2 separate regions of the Mus musculus genome follow, and region 1 is linked to region 2. Evidence: chromatin contacts called from public promoter capture Hi-C data. All regions are on one chromosome and are shown on one strand. Each heading gives the region's core, a stretch centred on a gene start, on an enhancer-like site or on the middle of the called end of the contact. The rest is flanking DNA. Distances are from core to core; before and after follow the strand shown. Region 1 holds the start of Pkig (protein kinase inhibitor, gamma). Region 2 holds the start of R3hdml (R3H domain containing-like).

What was found. Capture Hi-C pulls out chosen DNA fragments and counts their contacts.
Region 1: a promoter capture Hi-C map of adipose tissue shows a contact between it and region 2. The contact joins the promoter of Pkig here to the promoter of R3hdml in region 2. A contact is called at or near these places in 2 of 9 other capture datasets (adipose tissue and liver).

Annotation. Positions count from the first base shown.
Region 1 is chr2:163,656,949-163,659,648 of GRCm38.p6, forward strand. It overlaps Pkig (protein kinase inhibitor, gamma), which reads left to right and starts at 1,438. Exons shown (of 4, transcript NM_001039391.2): 1 at 1,438-1,544.
Region 2 is chr2:163,490,947-163,493,646 of GRCm38.p6, forward strand. It overlaps R3hdml (R3H domain containing-like), which reads left to right and starts at 1,372. Exons shown (of 5, transcript NM_001099331.2): 1 at 1,372-1,806. The coding sequence starts at 1,546.

The sequences.
Region 1 (2,700 bases), core at 188-2,687, 170 kb after region 2:
CAGTTGTTTGGGGACCCACATGATGACCAAGCTGCACATCTGCGACAAATGTGTAGGGGAATTTTATTTTATGTGTATGAATGTTTCGTCTACATGCATGTCTGTGCACCATGTATGTGCCTGGTGCCCACAGAGGCCAGAGGACATAAAAATCCCCTGAAACTGGAGCTACAGACAGCTGTTAGGTATCATGCAGTTGCTGGGAATTGAAACAGGGTTTTCTGGGAGTGTGATAGGTCCTCTTAACCACATAGCCCCAAGTTAGTGATATGTTTGTTTGTTTGTTTGTTTGTTTCGAGACCGGGTTTCTCTGTGTAGCCCTGGCTGTCCTGGAAGAAACCACTCTCTCAGTCATTAATGACACTTTCCATTTCCCCTGAGTGGTCTAGCTTGTGTGACAATTTATATGTGACTCTCCTATAATAACTAAGGAACTTAAGGTGTACCAAGAACTCCTTAAATAGCTTAAGAAGCCATTCTGACCTAAAATGCAGGAGAATCCTAGGGGCCTACAGGCCTTCCCTATGTGAGACAAGAAGAGGAAACAGGACATTGCTTCTGTGAGGTAGTCAACCCCTTTGCTCTGGCTTCTGTAAACCTGCTTATGGCTCTGGGACTGGGATGAGGCGGACCCTTTCCCTCTGTACAGTGGGATGAGAAACAACTGAGAGGAGGAAAGCCAGTTCTTCCCCCAGCTGTGGGTTCCACCAAGCATGAGATAACTGTGATGCCCACTGCTGATGTCCATCTTTGTAAACCCTTCCTTTAGCCACTCCTTGGCAAGGCAATCTTTTGATTTGGCTCTAAGGCTGCCATCCAAGGCTGTGATTCTGTTAGTGGTAGCAATCAACTGATTTAATCTGAATTCAGATTTAGTCTAATTCATAGTTTTTCCCCCAAGTGGATACGAGCTCCACACCAGCTAGGAGCACCCTTTGAACTTAGGGTCCCTTATATTTGCAGGATTTCCCCCAGGAAACCTAATTGCTGAATATGAATTAATTATTTCCCATGCTGAAATTAATTCTGGTGTTTAAATTTTCGTGCCCCCCCCCCCAAAAAAAAACAAAAACAAAAAACTTTTACTTTTTTGCCACACCCCTTCGTTTCAGAGATTATGACAGAGGAATTTGTCACTCCACATCAATTTTTCTAGTCTTTATTTTCAGTCAGAGGGCTGGGCTTGTAGCTCAGTAATAGAGCATGTGTACCACCATCAAAAAAGTAATTAAAAAAAAAAAAGCTACATCTGGTGGCATAAACATCCGAGGGACAAGCCCTCACCTAGAGCCTCGATGGCCTCCATGCTCATCTTTCACTGGCCACCTCTCTGGAGAGCTAAGACCCCAGCCTCAGGACCGCTTTCCTTCCTCCGCCCATTGCTCCCAGTCGCGTCCCTTCCCGGCCGCCGTAGAGCAAGCGACGCGGGAGTTCGGCAGTCGCGTCGCCTAGGCAACGGCTCGGCGGCGGGCTGCGGGCGCCAGGCGGCCCCGGGGAGGCGCTCGCGCCGGCGGCCGGGGCTCTACGAGGCGACAAGGCGGCAGGTAAGCGGCGGTAGAGCGGGTGAACGTGACCCGGAGAGGAGCGGTCCGCCGGGCGACCGGCGAGGAACGGGTCGCGGGGACGCCAGGCAAGGACAGAGGGCCGGACCTTTGTCCCTTGGGCCCGCGAGCTGGCGCCTGCGACGCCCTCTGACCCCGGCCGAGTTCGGGTGGGTGCGCTTTCCGCTTTTATTCCTATGTATCTCTGGAGCCTCACTCGAAAGTTTTCCTTTTAAATAGTAATTTTTAAAAAGCTCCTATTTTATGAGGGTTGGTCGCGGAGTAGCTAGGAACTGAAGAGAACGTCTGCGTGTGTCGCTCTTCGTTGGTGGTGGTGGTGGGAGGTCGGCGAGATCGGACTTATTTCTGAGTCAGTTTTCTCACCTGCACAATGGGGATAATAATACCTGTCTTATAAGATGATCAAAACGTGTTTTTATATTTAAAATCCTCACTACATGGGCGCTTTTCTTGTTACTACTACGAGGAGCATCATTGAGTATTTATTGAGAACCAGGGCCTGGGCTGATCGCCAGCGGTTTAAAAAAAAAAAAAAGTGAATGAGACGTCTTGTCCTTAGGGAACTCCACTCCTGCCCGTAGGAAACTGACCTATGGACTGGTTTTTGGTGTAATTTGAGCTATGGTTTTACACGTACAGGAAGCTGAATGCAGTGGAGGCTGTTGTAGACCTTCAGAGGTGATCAGAGAGAGAGGATTACACTAGAAGGTTACTTCCAAAAGGAGGTATGTAGCTTGCCTTTTGTCTTGGCCAGAAGACTAGTCTGGTGTGTGTGCCTAGTGTTAGGAAAACGGTGCCTTGAGGAGACAGCCAAACTTCTAGAGACTCTCCCAAGAATTTCAGGCTGGAAGGGAGTCCAAAAGGTAGCAAGAGTGTCTACTTGATGTTTGAAGGATAAGCCTCGGCTCTTCTTGACAGACTTTTTTTAGGGTCGGAGGTGGCGTTATGGGTAAAGTTTTAGGATGTTTGCTTTTTATTTTTTGTGAACCCTCAAGGGATTTGTTTGTTTTAATACAGGATTTTGTGGCCTACAGTCTGGTCTTGATTAATGCTGCTGTGTAGCTGAGGCTTTGCCTTGAACTCCTGACTCTCATGTCTCTGCTCCTGAGTTTGTGAGCTTGCAGAGGCGTCTAATTAG
Region 2 (2,700 bases), core at 122-2,621:
TGTACCAGTGAGGATAAAACAGTTCCGCAAATCAACCGCTCATGGGCGCTTAGCAGTGAGTGGAATGACAGGGTCTGAAGCGCTTTGTTGTTGCGCACACACACACACACACACACACACACACACACACACACCATGCTGTCTGAGTGGGGTTCACCTCAGACATCTGTATTTTGTTTGACTACAGAACAGAACATCATTTGTTCATGCTAACAGGGCTCCGGGGAACAGACTTGGATTTGAACCTAGGCTCTACTTGAAGGCGCCTTTTTCCTTCACCTCTGGGAGCTTCAGAGTCTTCCTTTACAGAATGGTACAGAGAGGGGTTGTGGCGCCTCTGAATGTTGGCTGAGCTTGTGTGTGTAAAGCTCTCATCCCAGGGTGTGGCACATATTAGATGCTCATACCTGGACCGCCGTCATATCTGCCCACCCGGAGGCTACGGGCTTCCTTGGGAGAAGTCAGAACTCTCTCCTGCTGCCTTGTTCTACAAGGGTCTGGGATCTCCATGGATGCATGGGATTCTCCCTCCAGGATCCCTACCTCATCACTCTATCTCCAGCCAGCTGGCAGCTCAGCCACAGCCCCTGCACATTCCAGATGGCAAAGGGAGCAGGAGGAGAGAGCTGGAGAGGAAAGCCCACAGGAGAGGCAGGCGGGGCCTCACTCCCTGAATATGCTGGCTAGAGAAGGAGGGGGCTGCTGGCTGGGACATCAGAGGCCATCACTCCCCGGGGACCTTAAAGTCGCTGCACTACCAGAGTATTTGTAGAGGTCCCCTGACTTCTCCACCACCTCCTGCCACCTCCTGGGGCCACCTGTTCTGGGTATGTGCCCCCCAGAGAACCTGATGCCTGGTTTCCCCTAGCCTTTCCTGGCCTCTCCTCTCCCCTCCCCTCCCCTCCCCTCCCCTCCTCTCCTCTCCTCAATTCTATTTCCCTTTGCCTCCATTTCTGCCACAGTTTCTTTTCATGACAACTCTCTGCTCTTCCTTCTTCCTGTTTCTTTCGAATCCCCCTTTTTCTGTCTCCTTTTGTTTGCCTCTCCTTGTCTTTTTCTCTGACCTCCGATGTCCTCTCTGCCTCTGTCATCTTCTGCCATCTGACCTTCCCATGTCACCCCGTCCATCCTGAGGCCACTTCACTCAGAAAAGGGCCTGTCCTGCTTCTGTGGGCATCTACTGAGCCCAACATTATGGGATTGGTAAAGAAGGCATTTGGCCAGAGGGGATGGCCGTCTGTCTCCTGGACAGATGCGACAGAGCCCTGGCTTTGAGGTGGTGGCAACTTCCCACTCCCAAGCCCAGTCTGAATTAGCCACTGTCTGGGCACTTCTCATCACCTAACCCACTGAGTCCAGGGAGCAAGGAGGAAGGATTGAGTATCGGGACGAGAGCTGGGTCAGAGGATCTCTGCCAAGTTCCCAAGGAGCATTCTCCAGACTGGCAGTGCTCAAGGAGAGTTCTCAGGGTTTGGCCTTCTCATACCCACCTCTTCTAGGCAGCAGCTCTAACTGCACCAGACAGGTACACCATCCCAGACAGCTATGCCTCTTCTGTCCAGCATCGTGGGCCTCACAGGCCTTCTCCTTTGGATGGGTCACACAGTGGGGGCCTTACGGATGCCCAACACCACACTGGTCCAGGGCCGACCCAAGAACACAGCTGTGTGGCCCCTGTCTGGCCTGGGGGTGCCCCGGCACCGCCGGAAGCGCCACATCTCTGCTCGGGACATGAGCGCTTTACTGGATTATCACAACCACATCCGGGCCAGCGTACACCCACCTGCTGCCAACATGGAGTATATGGTGAGTCCCAAACTTTCCCTGTGCACCATCCAGCCAAGACCAGATTGTTCACTGTGGTCTGGGGTGGCTGGCCTTGAAGAGCTAGACCATCTGCCTGTCTGTCTGGCCTAAGCAAATGGTGAAAATGGGTGGTCCCTTTTACAGATTCAGAAAGAAAGGTCCTTGCATAAATCCTCAGTGAATGAGGCTGGGGTAGGGGGTGGGGAGAGAGGAATACTATCTGTAGAGGGCCTTGGGGCCCTTCACAGAACCCTCTTCCTTCAATACTGCATTTTATCTGTTTTCCAAATGAAGGAATTGAGAGTCAGAGGAGAGGTTTGCCTAAGGTCGCCCAGCCTGGATTGCAAGCCAGGTCTGCCTGCTGCTAAGGCAGGAGTTTCCAATAACACGATATGCGGTCTGAGAATTTTGTTCCACGCTGGGCATTTGCAGGGGGTAGAGACAGGAGCTTTCCAGGCTATTGTCTCTCAGCAGAGGGGGTTGCTTGACACACCCAGACCATTCATTCTGTGGAAGACAGGCAGGCACCAGGGTATCTTGGGCTGAGGAACGCCAGGAGCTGAATCTCAGGGCAGTCTGGGATGTCTTTTTTCAAAGAGTCAGCATTAGTGTCTCTCAGCTCAGTCTCCCAGCAGCCAAAACCCTCAGCATGGAGGAGGAATACCCTCCTATCTCAGCTCCTCCCCGGGACTATTGTCCCCAAAGCCTGGAGAGATAGACTGACAGCACACAGAGACTTCTTTAGGAAAAGAGAGAGCTGATAGACTCCCACCTGCCTAACAACTGGAAATGGGGCCCCTCTCAGTGTTCTCTTATGTACTGCCTCCTACTTGGAGCCCGATGCAGCACTAAGCCTTCTGGGTACTTCGGAGAACAAGGTTTTTTCCCTGAAGA